Regions from separate parts of the Mus musculus genome. Here all the other regions are linked to region 2. The links are chromatin contacts, called in public promoter capture Hi-C maps. All regions are on one chromosome and are shown on one strand. The core of a region is the stretch at or near the end of the contact, and the rest is flanking DNA. Distances in the headings are between cores, read along the strand shown.

Region 1 (4,513 bases), core at 1,221-3,720, 870 kb before region 2:
GGGAGATACATTCTGGGAGAGGTGGATGGTATGACCTGCTAAATACACAGTCACAGGATATACACCCTGTGGCTTAGCAGGGCATGTACAAATGTGCCTTTGAGGTCCCCTTTTCATTTATATTTTTATGCATGTATATAAGTATGTATGTATGTATGTATTTACAGTGCTGGGGAAAGAACTCAAAGCCTTGAGCATGCTAGGCTAATGCTCTCCCATTGAGCCATACCCCAGCCCCTCACTGGGGGATTCTAGGCAGGGGCTCTACTACTGAGCCATACTCCCAGTACTGAGCCATCTCTCCAGCCCCCAGACAAAGCGTCTTATTTTATTGTTTCCTAGGCCTCAACTGGCTAAGGCAGTATACAGAAACTGGGACCCTCCTAAGAGGCTGCAGTGTATAAGAAAAGGAACTTGAACAAGGGCTGGAGAGATGGCAGTGGTTAGGAGGACTAGCTGCTCTTGCAGAGGACTGTGGTTCCATTTCTAGCATCCACATGGTGGCTCACGACTGTCTAACTCTGTTCTGATGCCCTCTTCTGGCGTCTTTGGGTACCAGGCACACATATAGTATAAATGTTAACAAAACTCCTGTATTCCAGCTGGAGAGATGGCTGCTCAGTGGTTAAGAGCACTGGCTGCTCCTCCAGGGGCACCAAGTTCAATTCCCAGCAACCACATGGTGGCTTGCAATTGTCTGTAATTCTAGCTCCTGGGGATATGGCCCCCTACACAAACATACATGGAGGCAAAGCATCAATGAACATAAAAAATAAATATTTTTTAAAAGCTATACACCACCTCTGGATGGTTTTTTAAAATATTTATTTGTTTGTTTGTTTGTTTATTATATACACTGTAGCTGTCTTCAGACACTCCAGAAGAGGGCATCAGATCTCATTACGGATGGTTGTGAGCCACCATGTGGTTGCTGGGATTTGAACTCAGGACCTTTGGAAGAGCAGTCAGCGCTCCTAACCGCTGAGCCATCTCACCAGCCCCCCAAAATAAATATTTTTAAAACCCTATACGTTCTCGAATAAAAAAATCCAACAACCCTATATGTGCACAATATAAGTTAAAATTTAAAAACAGAATAAGAAGAAAGGGAAAGAAAAGGGACCCGGAAGCTTAGGCCTGGTGCTGAGGTAAGTCAGGAGAAGAAGTGGGCTTAGCATTGGCCTGTGTTCTGACTTGCCTGTGCCTGAGCCTCTGGCTTCCTGACTCAGCAAAGTCAGCCATCTCTTATTAAGCACCGGCTGTATACAGCTGTCTTTCATAGCCACAGGATATCCACAGGATATCTTTCATATCCACAGATACCAGGATACCTTACCCTTCCATGGATACTGGGATTAAAGTATGATGAAATCACTTCTTTGAAATGGCATATTTGCCTGTAACTTACAGACATCCTCCGGCCCACTTTACATGCAAACTATGTAAATTGTTTTCATGTAGGGAGTGATGACAAATGTCCTCACATTCCATACAGATGAGTGATTTGTTTTGCAAGGATTTTAAACGAGACAGAGTTGTGCCATGTTCTCCATTCTGGACTTAAACTCACAATCTTCCCGCTCAACCACCTGAGTGTAGAATGACAGGCGTGCACCAGCGTGCTCAGCTCCTTGTCTCAGTGAAATGAGCAGTGAGGACATAGATTGGAATCAGGTAGAATGGGTGTGGCTATGGCTCTGTTGATTGGCATTGCTTCAAACAGAGTCCCCATACTGTTTCCCTTTGCAATGGAAATGGGAGTGGGTGGGTAGGGGAGTGGGGGGGAGGGTATGAGGGACTTTTGGGATAGCATTGGAAATGTAAATGAGGAAAATACCTAATAAAAAAAGTAAAAAAAAAAAAAAAAAGACTAAGAACAGAGTTTAAGACTTACTTTCTTCGTTTCTGAGGCGAAAACTAGTGCTCCGAGGTCAAATGGCAGAGCCTAGAAGCAAACAAGGGTGTCCTGGTAGCTGTGATAGGTGGTAAATCGGATGTGTGTCAGGGAACTTTGGACAACCTTTGGTCTGAATTGAGGTCAAGTGTTGCAGGTGTTGGAGACAATGCACATGGAGTGCAGAGCCCAGAACCTGCCTGCAGGGGGCACTCTGCAAATGCCGTTCCCTAGCCTCCCCTCCCAGGGGCTATGGCCGGTACAGACAGGCTGCAAACTGCCCATGCATCAGCTTACCGCCCAGGTCCCCTCTCCCTCTCATTTCTGCTCCCTACTCTCTGTAGTTTCCCTGGTCTTCCCGACCTCAGGCCTGCCCAGTACCCCAGTTTTCCTGGTGGGTTTGAAGCTGCTCTCTAGTCCTTCTACCCCTTCTCTCCCCAGATTTTCCCTGGCACCCCACTCCCGACCTCCAGCGTCTCTCCCGCACCCAGATCTCATTCGCCCGGGACCATCCATACCTTCGCGCCCCAGCCAAAGTTTCCCGGGGCGGAGCCTCGCGTTGGAAGCGAGGGCGGGACTTCCGGCGGCGGGAGGAAACCACCAGCAAGCAGCAATGGCCGGGTGAGTGAGTTACGGCGTCTGCCTGCGCTAAAAGGACGTCTTTGCATACAGGAACGGAGTGGATGACAGTAGTAGGGAGCTCAGTGAATTGTGTTGCAGAGGGGTGCTGGCGACCTCCGTCCCGGGGAGCGGGACACGGGTGTACGATGTTTATTCATGTACAGACGTGAGTGAGTGAGGCTTGCAACATAGAAATAGGTGTATGGGCTCCGTGGATAAAGCTGTGCATTCGGGAGGATTGGGGTTCGGATCCCCAGAGCCTACAAAATACTGGACATGTGTGCTGACCAAATGTAACCCCAGTGCTGGGGAGGCAGAGAAAAGGGGTCCCTGGAGAAAGCTGGCGAGATAGACTGGCAGGTTGGCGACCTTACATCAATACATAAGGTAGAGAGCAAGCGAAGGGGACGTCCCTTCTCTACTTTGGACCCCCATACACAGGCAGACACATGTGCACATACATGCTAATACACATGCGTGCATGCATATCGCACATACATATGCAGAAACAAAAAGGTTGAACCAAGACTTTCTTGCCTCTCTGTGTAATGCCCACCCGCTAACTCTTTTTTCGTCATTTCAGGCATCTGAAGCTGGTAGGCGTTCCCCTTAAGGTTCGGAGGTTACACACAGCAGTGTGTCACTACAGGGGCCGGACCGGCGCTGAGCACCTGTGGCTCACGCGGCATCTAAAGGATCCGTTTGTGAAGGCCGCAAAGGTGGAGAGTTACCGCTGCCGCAGTGCCTTCAAACTCCTGGAGATGAATGAGAAGCATCAGATCCTGAGGCCCGGTCTCCGGGTGCTGGACTGCGGGGCAGCTCCGGGAGCCTGGAGTCAGGTGGCAGTGCAGCGCGTCAATGCCACAGGCGCAGGTGGGACCTGCTGGACTCCCAGCTCCTCTGACTACTGCTAGTGAGCAGCTCTTACCTAGAGACATTGTTTGAGGCTCTTTCTAAGTAGGTTTAGAGATGAGAGTTACAGAAATACGACACAGGCTGGGTACAGGACACAGCTGCTAAGTAAAGTCAGGCCCCGCAGGCCTACGAGGTGGAGGCAGGATTAGAAGTTCAGGGTCATCCCAGCTACATGGTATGTCTGTACTAGAGAAAAAAAAAAGGGCAGAGGTAGGGGGTTGGGAAGGGAGCACAGGGTGGTGGTGATGCTATGAAGATGGGTTAGTCAGCAGTGGTTCTCACTCTGGGCTGTGACCCACTGGCTTGGTGGTTGAATGGTGCATGCCGGTAAGGCTGACAAGCTTGAGTTCTCGCCCCAGGATTTACACTGTGGACGGGAGAATTGACACCAGAAAGTTGCTGTGTGGACTCCACAAATGTGCCGTGGCGTGTGCTCACTTGCTTATATACCCTCTCACATACATGATTAAATAAGCAAAATGTTTAAAAAAGAACAAAGAAGAAAACCACAGGAGTTGGCGGACAGCCTGGGTTCGCACTATGTCCCTTTCTCTAAACAAAACAAAAAGCCCCAGAAAACTAAACAATAATGGCTTCCTTTGCTTTCTGTTGCTGTCATAAGCACCATAACCAGACACTGTGAGTAGGAAAAGGTTTCCACCTGGGCTGGGGGTCTGGGCCCTGTAAGAAAGCAGGCTCTTCGAGCCAGGGGAGCAGGCAGGCTGTGCGAGCCAGGGGAGCGGGCCAGTCAGCAGCACCCTCCATGGCCTGTGCATCAGCAGCTCCTGCCTCCAGGCTCCAGCCTTGATTGAGTTCCTGTTCTGGCTTCTTTCAGTGACAGTGATATGGATGTGTAAGTCACGTAACCCCCTTCTTCTCCAACTGGATTTTTGGTTATGGTGTTTCATCACAGCAGTAGAAACTCCAAGACAGCAGGGTTTGGGGACAGGACTACTAATGTGTCCCTGAAGCCTAGGAGCTCTTGGAGGTCCCACTGGGGCCACTGGATTCCTTACTCTGGGAATGTGATAGGCTGTGTACTGTGTGTGTGTGTGTGTGTGTGTGTGTGTGTGTGTGTGTGAA
Region 2 (4,403 bases), core at 1,891-4,390:
AACCCAGCCATCTATGGTTTTTACTCTCATGAACAACAGCCAGGAGATAGGATGGGAGAGAAAATACCATTTATACAAGCAGTAAAGAAGAACACTTGCTGGGCAGTAGTGGCCCATGCCTTTAATCCCAGCACTTGGGAGGCAGAGGCAGGCCGATATCCGAGTTTGAGGCCAGCTTGGTCTACAGAGTGAGTCTAGGACAGCCAGGGATACACAGAGAAACCCTGTCTCAAAAAAACAAAAAAACAAAAAAAAAAAAGAAGGAGGAGGAGGGAGGAGGAGGGAAAGGGAAAGGAAGGAGGGAGGAGGGAGGAGGAGGAGGAGGAGGAGGAGGAGGAGGAGGAGGAGGAGGAGAGGAGAAGACTTAATGATAAACCCATTAAGGTCTAGAGAAGACCTCTATGGCATGGAACACATATATCATCTACCCCAGAGACTAAATTCAAAAACCAGGATGTGGCAACATATGCCTATCCTGACAGCACTGGAAAGGCTGAGGTAGGAAAATTATGAGTTTGAGGCTAGCCTGGGATACTTAGTGTCTGGAGTAGAAAAGAAGCAGATACAGATCGATGGAAAGTCTATTTGGATGATCCGACATCCTGACAGTGTCCATTGCTTTCTCTAAATTAGTTTACAAAGGGAAGCTGATCCTGGTTAGAAATATCAGCAGCAAGCTTGCTTCCGGATGCAAGGAAGTCAGTGCTTAAATTCAGATTAAAAGTAAGTGTGGGCCAGGAGCTGCCTCAGTTGGTAAGGTCCTTGCTGAAAGGAGATGGGGACCTGATTTTGCATTCCCAGGATCCAGGTTTTTTTGTTTGTTTTTTAATGCCAAGCTTGACGGTTCTCCTGCGTAATTCTAGCATTGGAGAGACAGAGACAGGAAGATAGCTGGAGCTCACTGGTGATCTAGCCTCGACGAATCTGTAAGCTCTGGGTTCAGTGAAAGACCCTGTCTCAAAAAGTTACTCGGCAAAGTGATAGAGAAAAACACCATGAAGAAGACCTCTGGCCTCCATACATGTATGCACAAACACATGAACATATACAAATATATGACACACGCCCACCACACACACTCATACACTACACACATACCACACACTTGCCTGCACACACACAAACACAAACACACATTCACACCACACACTTGCCTACACACACTATATACTCATCCACACACATGTACACACACACCCCACACAGACCACACCACACACTTACCTGAGCACACACACACACATACATGCACACTACACACTTGCCCCATGCACACCATACACACACACACACATACATACCACATAAATGTAAAAGACAGCCAACTAGAACAGAAAAGAAAGTCCAGAAGGCCTCAAATGCTATGTATAGAGTCGGTAGGTAGGAAGAGACTGAGCTGTGAAATGATTGGAGTCGGGGCACCTGGCTGGGCAGGTGACATAACTTGGTAGAGTGCTCACCTACCATGTAAGAATCCCTGAGATCAACCCACAAATACATTTAAATTGGAAGGGAAAGAGTTGGGGCAGGCAGTGGTGGCACATGCTTTTAATCCCAGCACACCAGGGCCAGAGGCAGGCAGATCTCTGTGAGCTCAAGGCCAGCCTGGTTTTCAGAGTGAGTTCCAGGCTAGCTGGGGCTAAACAGAGAAACCCTGTCTCAAAAAAAAATAAATAAAATAAGGTATCCTTATACAGAAAGATTGTTACCTGTTATCTCTGTGTTGGCCACTTTCACAGCAAATGCCAGCTGAGCTAGAGTTCTTGATTCTCAGCCTGTTAGAGGCTTCAACAAAACTCAGGTGAGGGAGTCTGTCTTTTCTCATTGCTTGATAATTCCCCTCTCTCTATTCTGCATCACAAGGAATTTACTGTCTCCTCTTAGTTGGCTAGCAGCATCAGCAATAAATCACACCCACTCCATCTGTAATTTTGTCATTTTGAAGCAGGGTCTCACTAAGCCTTGGCTAACCTGGAACACACTATGTAGACCAGGCTGGCCTCACACTTGTAGAGATCCACTTGCCTCTGACCCAATGCTGGAATTAAAGGCTGTTGTGGGGTACTCTGAAGAGAAGACTGCTAGACATGGTTTAAGCCAATAGAAAATCTTTATTAGCTGTCCAGCAACTACACTGGGTGATGGAATCCTAGTGTAGCACTGAGCCTTTTTCCAGGTGATTTTTTAAGCACTAAAACCATGTTCCGAGTTGACACACAGTTAAAAAGAAGAGTAAACCAGAAGTGGAACTAGAGAGGCTGGAAAGCAAGGTTAGTGTGTGTTGAGACTTTCCCAGCACTATATGGACTCTGATGGACTAGGCCCTTGTTTTAGTTTGGGCAGGTGGTGCTGTCTATGTGCTGCTAAGTTTTACAGCCTCATGGTACTTCCAATGTGGAGTCAGTGTGCTAAGGTCTGGTGGCCTACTAAGGTCTATGGCCCTGTTACAAGGCCAGTGACAGCTATGCCAGACCCTTTACATTACTTCTTCACTACTTTGTGTGTGTGTGTGTACACATACATATATTATGAAATGTACATATTTACTTATTTAGTGTGTGTGTGTTTAGAGGTCAGAAGACAGCTTGTGGGAATTGATTTTCCTTCCGATTTATGGATCCTGGACATCAAACTAACGTTACCAAGCTTTACAATAAACACTTTTACCGTCGGAGGCATCTCACTGGCCTTTATGAATCTCGAGAAGACCCCGAGTTTCTGATCCTCCTCCCTCTATCTCTTTGGTGCTGGGATTATAGGCTACAACAGGGTCCGACTTTGAACTCCCTACACAGCGGAGGATAGCCTTGAACTCCTAATCCTTCTTCCTAGCTTCCCTAGGGCTGGGACGAAAGGCGTGCACCTCCAAGCCCGGCACCCCTCGGATATTCTAACTTTACCTGCTGGAATTCTCTGAGAGGTGTTCTATCTGTTCAGCCCAGCACCAGCGGCCAGAATTCGGCCGCACGTGCCCACGCCACCAGGTGTTGCCCTGGCAACTGACTGCGCTCTCAGCTCAGAGAGATGACGCCAATATCCTGCGCCAGGGCTGCGCCCTCCCATGCGGCGGCCATTGGCTGGCTGGAAGATGGACGCCTTCCCGATCCAATGGATAGCGCTGATCTTCTGAGGGCGGGACGGCGCGGAACCTGCTGAGCTGGTGGTGGAGGCGCGTGGCAGAGGTGTGCGAGAGTGGGAGCTGCAGGTGCGTGCTGGGTAGGGTGGGGTGACGGGGGGTTGTCGCATCCGCCCGGGGAGACGCGGTCCTGGGCCGGGCTGTGCGTCTCTGCGCAGCTCTCCACGTGGATTTCCAGAGATCTATTCAACCACCCACCTACCCATTTACCCCTGTTGATACAGGCGACCACTTAGCCATTCGTCCACTCCTCCGTCTACTTAAACGTCCATCCACTCCTCTACCCAATTATCCATCCGTCCACCCACCTATTCATCCAGGCACCCACCCATCCATTCATCTATATCCTTCATCCACCCACCCACTTATTCATGCACCCAACAGTCCTTCCATGTATCCATTCTTACAAGTTGGGTGTGGTGGTACACAGCTGTGGTCTCAGTATCCTGAAGGCTGGGACTGAAAAAAATTGCCGCTAGCTCGGTCTAGCCATGTCTTCTAAATGAGACTCCGTTCAAAAAAAAAAAAAAAAAAAAAAAGATTCTTTGGGTTCCTTTTCTGTATCGGTGTCACTCAAGGCTCTGGGAAGAAACGGGGGCCAGAATAAGAATCCCAGATCTAGGGAGCCCAGGTTTTTGACTGTAGAAGATCTCTTACTAATGGTCTTAGGTACCATGGAGATAATTTAAGGGAGTCTTGTTCCTTCTTTGAGCTTGCTGAGGCATAGTCTTTCTGGTTTCTGCTGCTGCACTGTGTACCCCAGGCTTACCCCCCTGTCTCTGCCTTCCATCTCACCATAGGAGAGACGAGACGACAGATTCACACACTGCATCCAGCTTTTTATGTAAGTCCCAGGAATCGAACTCATATTATCAGGCTTGTTCGGCAGGTGCTTTTACCCACTGAGAACTCCTAGCCCTCTGTCTTCTTATTTCCTTGCTGCATGAAGCAGCAGTCAGTGCCTCTGGATTTCATTTCCTAAAGGACTAGTGACATTGGGCATCTTTTCATGTTCTTCACTGTTTGTTCAAGACCTTTGCCCATTCTAGAGTTTGCAGTGTGTGTGTGTGCCAGAGGTCAACTTTAGGTGGTCCCCAGCAGCCATCTACCTTGTATGTGACAGTGGACTCGACAGGCTAGGCAGGGACGGAACTCAGGTCTTCAGGCTTAGTGGCAAGCGCCTTTACCTGCTGAACCATATTGCTTTCTCCCCCTCCCCCACCACTTCTTTTGTTTGGTTTTTGTTTTGTTTTTTGAGAGAAGGTTT
Region 3 (5,140 bases), core at 2,319-4,818, 930 kb before region 2:
GATGGAAACACTAAGAGTCATAGGATCTTGTGATCTTCACTGTGGCTTGAGGAAGCTGCTGGGTGTCCATATGCAGAACTCTTGTAGCTTGCATGGCTGAAAGGGGTCCTGGTGTGCTGGGACTGTGAGGTGTCCTAAGTTTAAAGAGAGACCGTTTAAAACCAACAACTCAAATTTGAAAATTATTTTACATTGTTATGAAACCAAAATTAGCTTTATTTATGTATTTATTTATGTATTTATTTATTTGGTTTTTTGAGACAGGGTTTCTCTGTGTAGCCCTGGCTGTCCTGGAACTCACTTTGTAGACCAGGATGGCCTTGAACTCAGAAATCCGCCTGCCTCTGCCTCCCAAGTGCTGTGATTAAAGGCGTGCGCCACCACACCCGGATCTATTTATTTTTAAAATTTATTTATTATATTATGTGTATGGGTGTTTTGCCTGCATGCATGACTGTGCATTACATAAACTCTTGCAGTGTCTTCTGAGGACAGGAAGAGGAGTTAGTTTTCCTCGGATTGGAGTTACCATGTGGGCACTAGGAATAAATCTGGGTCCTTTAGAAGAAATCCATTGCCATTAACTCCTAAACTATCTCTCCAGGTCCCAGTTGATAGCAGCCGGAACCCAGAGCTCTCTAGCTGCCTGTTAGTGCTTTAGGCCAAAGGCAGGGCCAATACAGAAAGGCAACACCTGAATTTCAAAGAATGGTGGGCAAAGGGCCCGACTGATGCAATACGAGACCACGCAGCCAAAGTCAGATGCTATGTAGGGAATGAGAGACCTCAGACACTCAGCCCTAAAAGAGATATTTCTATCACTAGAGGTATTGTACTAAAAAACAAGCAACAACAACAACAACAAATACCAAAAAAGCTTATGACATTTAGCAGAACGTCTTGCCAGCATGTTTAAATCCCTTGCTTCCATCCATCCATCCATCCATCCATCCATCCATCCATCCTTCCATCCATCTCCTTACAAAACTGTGAGTGGCGGTCCATGCCTGTACTGTCAGCACAAAGCAGTTGGAGACAGGAGGAACAGAACTATTCAAGGAGCTGGGCAGAAAGCTCAGCCAGGAAACTGTTTGCTATGCAGGCATGAAGATATCAATCCTGCAGGAAAAAGCTAAGTATGGTGGGAGTTGTAGTTTCAGAGAAGACAGGCTCATCCTTGGAGCTTGCTGGCCAGACAGCCTACATGTCCAAGATGGATGGCTCCTGAGGGGGAATAAATCTTAGGGGTTGTCCTCCAAACTCTACACACACACACACACACACACACACACACTCACTCACTCACATGAGTTTAAGGTCATCCTCAATTACATAGAGAGTTTGAGATCAGCCTGGACTATAAGAGACCTTGTTTTCCAAAACATACAAAAACCTTAATTCTTTTGTTTTTGTTTTTCGAGACAGGGTTTCTCTGTATAGACCTGGCTGTCCTGGAACTCACTTTGTAGACCAGGCTGGTCTCAAACTCAGAAATCCGCCTGCCTCTGCCTCCTGAGTGCTGGGATTAAAGGCGTTCGCCATCACACCCAGCTCTACCCAAACTTTTGAACCACTTTTGCTGTGGGGTGTTTGCCAGAGAAGACTGCTCTGGCTTAGGCTTAAGCCAATAGAAAGTATTAGCCCACTGGGGATTACACTGACGGGATCCCAGTGTCACACTGAACCTCTCTTAGGGTGAGCTTTTAAGCATGAAAACCAAATATGTCTGGGTTGACATATTTCGGTTAACAAGGACAGTTAGCCAGAAGCAGAACTACAGAAGCTGAAAAGCAAGCTTAGCACTTTCCCAGAACTATGGGCTTTGATGGATCAGGTCTTCATTTTTGGCAGGTGGTGTTTTGTGCTGAGTTTTATAGCCTGGATACTCCTTCCATGATGGAGCTAAGATCTGGGGCTCTGTTACACTTCTACACAATAGATTGTAGTCCTGGAAAATAAAGGGAACTAGACGCAGCTACAGCCAAGCTTAGGGCTTTAAAAACTTTAGAGGCACCAGCAGGGAGACTGAGAGGCATCCTAGGGCTCCAACCTTGGAGCCTTCAGTCCACTCCATGGAAATCATTAGACATCAATATCTGGAGAGGCGAGGTCTTTACTGTGAAATAAGAAAGGCCTTCCCTGATGGAGTCGAGACAGGGTTTCTCTGTAGCCCTGGCTGTCCTGGAACTCACTTTGTAGACCAGGCTGGCCTCAAACTCAGAAATCCACCTGCCTCTGCCTCCCGAGTGCTGGGATTAAAGGTGTGCGCCACCACACCCAACTGTTCTGATGGAGTCTTATTAATAACCCTCTTCTTCTCCCAGATATTTTTTTGCTTTTCCTTTACTTGAGATAATGTATCTATATGCAGTTTAGGTTGCCTTTCTTTTTTCTTTTTCTCCTTCTTTCTTTTTCCTTTCTTCTTCTTCTTCTTCTTCTTCTTCTTCTTCTTCTTCTTCTTCTTCTTCTTGTTCTCCTCCTCCTCCTCTTCCTCCTCCTCCTCCTCCTCCTCCTCCTCCTCCTCCTCCTTCTTCTTCTTCTTCTTCTTCTTCTTCTTCTTCTTCTTCTTCTTCTCTCTCTTCCTCCTCCTCTTCTTCTTCCTCCTCCTCCTCCTCCTCTTCCTCCTCCTGCAGTTCTAGACTCAGTCCTCATATTCAGCCCCGGGTCAGACACTGCTCCTGTGTGCTCTTACATCCTTGCTTCCCTCTGTCAGTCAGAGGGCCAGGCCTGGAGGTATGTATGTTCAACTTAGCTCCTAGGGAGGCTGAGGCAGGAGGATGTTCTGCCTTAGCTACAGAGTGAGTTCAAGGCTAGCCTGGCTAACTAGACCCCGAGTCAAAATAAATACATAAAGCTCAACGTCCTGGTGTGCATCTTCAATCCCAGCACTCAGGAGAGAGAGGCAGGCAGATCTTTGAGTTTGAGGCTAGCCATAGTGAGTTCCAGGACAGCCAGGGTTATATATTGAGACCCTATCTCCAACAATATACAAATAAATAATAAAGGGCTGGTGATACATAGCACAGTGGTAGAGGGCCAGCTCAGCATGTGGGAGCCTATGGGCTCAATCCCCAACAGAAAGGAGAATGGCCTGGTTATCTGCAAACAATTATGGAATGTTGTTCCTCATCAGTAATCTTCAGAGACCTATTATAGTCAGAAGACCTACTCTCTAGCCATGTTTCACGCTCCAAATCCCAGAAGGTACTAGAACACTGTTCTAATGTCCGTAGCACCTTTCACAGGGGCTGCCCCGGAATTCACAGAGCATGTGTGAGTGGGCAAGCGAATGCAAAAATGAATGGCAGCGTGGGTCAGAGGGTGGGCAAGAAGATGAGTAACAGCTGCTGGCTAAGAGCGGGGAGGTGGGTGCGCACTGGAGGGAGGTGGCACTAAGCAGCTGGGGCGGTACTCGCGCTAGCACTCAGTCTTGGACCAGAGCTGCTGAACGCTGCCCCGGCCGCGGCCACGTGGTTGGGGCGTGGCTCGTGGGTAGGGGCGTGGTCTTACTGCTTGGGGTGAGCGGAGGGGCGTGGCGAGGTTGGCATGGGCGTGGCCACGCCGGACAAGAGCTGGCGTGGGCGGGGCTGGCCGGGCGGGCGCGGGAGGAAGTCACGTGGGCGAGCGGGCTCACATGACTGGCCGCGCGATGGACCCGCTGCCCTCGCCGGCAGTCGCTGCAGCTGCTGAGGCGGAGGCTGACGAGGAGGCGGATCCGCCGGCGACAGGTAGGGCACGCGGCCCGATGGCCCTGTGCGGAGAGCCAAGTGCTTCACACTCGGGGACCACCTGTCAGTGCCACACCTCGCCTGGCCGGGGTGGGGGGGTGGACATTCTTGGGGCCAGCCTCTTCCCGCTGCTCCCTGGGACGCTGCTCTTCAGCCCTCCGTTAGCGAGCGGCCGTGTGGAGTTGCACCTGGGTCTTTTCTGACCCCACTTTGGAGACGTGGTCTAGAGAGTGGTTTATATTCATGTGTGACCATGTCCAGGGAAAGGGATGTGTCTTTGGTATCAGACTCTTTTTCCTGGGGTCCCCGGCTTTGTGGACTGTGGGGACGCATCCATGTGGCCAGAGGCGCAAGGGTGGAGCTGGGCCTGGTGTGTGCCAGCCAGGTCTGGCCAAGTGTCGCTGAGTATGGCCATCTAGAGCATTGGTGGAAAGACAGGTTCTTCTCTTGGGACGAAGGGTTTAGGGTAGTACTTTTAACCCCAGGGGAGGGAGGAGGATGTCAATGAACGCCTCTGAAGAATGGAGAGAAGGTGAAACTCCCCTCGGAGTTGGTCAACAGTCTTTGGGTCTTGTTGGGTAAAACATTGTATTTTTGAGGTTGTATGTTTGAGCCACCACTTAAGTCCCTATACCTGGGCGCCTTGAGAAAGGGAGACTGATCCAGAGCTACTTATGCCTTTTAAGAATGCTTTTTTAAAAAAATATTTCTAACTGTGTATATGTATGTGTGTGTGTGTGTGTGTGTGTGTGTGTGTGTGTGTGTGCGCGCGCGCCCTTGGAGGACAGATGTGTTAGATTCCCGAGAGGCCAAAGTTTCACCTGCCTGTTAGCCACTCAGTAGAGCTGCTGGGACCCAGACTCCTGTCCTCTGCAAGAGCTCTGGAGCCTGTGCTCTGAGCCCCTGCCTGACTCATAAAGCAATTCCTTGTGGCTTGTAGCAGTGGTGATGGGTTAGAGCTCTCTTGGCAAATTTGGGATCTTCCATATTACTTCCTAGAGAACTCAGCTAATGGCTGACGTTAGGAAGGATTTCGTCTAGATTTTTGACAGATCTTGGGCAGTGGTGTGACTTGTGTGTTAGTCACAGCCATGTAGTCCTTCACGATTGACAGGCCATCCCAGTAGCCACGTAAGTAGGAAAATGGGTTTTTCAACCTGTCACTTCCTTCTGTATGTATGAAACTTGGCACCAAGCTGGTGATGTGGCGAAGGAGATTTTCTTCCTTCTGCAAGAAACTTAGTTGGAGTGTGTCTTGGTGGAGCCTTTGGCTGGATGGACTAGAGTCAAAACACCTTTGGGAATCACTCTTGGGAAAACGTATTCTTGTGTGTGTGATGTTCTTGAGAACAGTGTGGCATGGCACAGGGATGGCAGTCAGAGGACAGCTTTGTGGAGTCACTTCTCTCTTC

What was found. Promoter capture Hi-C pulls out the DNA fragments that hold promoters and counts their contacts.
Region 1: a contact with region 2 is called in a promoter capture Hi-C map of liver, with 2.7 times the contacts expected there. The contact joins the promoter of Mrm2 here to the promoter of 3110082I17Rik in region 2. A contact is called at or near these places in 9 of 39 promoter capture datasets (the 3T3-L1 cell line, embryonic stem cells, fetal liver and 5 more) and 1 of 115 datasets of contacts at active chromatin or transcription factors (bone marrow-derived macrophages).
Region 3: a promoter capture Hi-C map of liver shows a contact between it and region 2, with 2.8 times the contacts expected there. The contact joins the promoter of Snx8 here to the promoter of 3110082I17Rik in region 2. A contact is called at or near these places in 2 of 39 promoter capture datasets (hippocampal neurons and liver) and 2 of 115 datasets of contacts at active chromatin or transcription factors (bone marrow-derived macrophages and microglia).

Annotation. Positions count from the first base shown.
Region 1 is chr5:140,329,855-140,334,367 of GRCm38.p6, reverse strand. Mrm2 (mitochondrial rRNA methyltransferase 2) reads left to right here and starts at 2,470. Exons shown (of 3, transcript NM_026510.1): 1 at 2,470-2,515; 2 at 3,099-3,388. The coding sequence starts at 2,508. It overlaps Nudt1 (nudix (nucleoside diphosphate linked moiety X)-type motif 1), which reads right to left and starts at 2,508. Exons shown (of 5, transcript NM_008637.2): 1 at 2,413-2,508; 2 at 1,895-1,945.
Region 2 is chr5:139,459,271-139,463,673 of GRCm38.p6, reverse strand. It overlaps 3110082I17Rik (RIKEN cDNA 3110082I17 gene), which reads left to right and starts at 3,140. Exons shown (of 5, transcript NM_028469.3): 1 at 3,140-3,205.
Region 3 is chr5:140,387,736-140,392,875 of GRCm38.p6, reverse strand. Snx8 (sorting nexin 8) reads left to right here and starts at 3,568. Exons shown (of 11, transcript NM_172277.3): 1 at 3,568-3,728. The coding sequence starts at 3,635.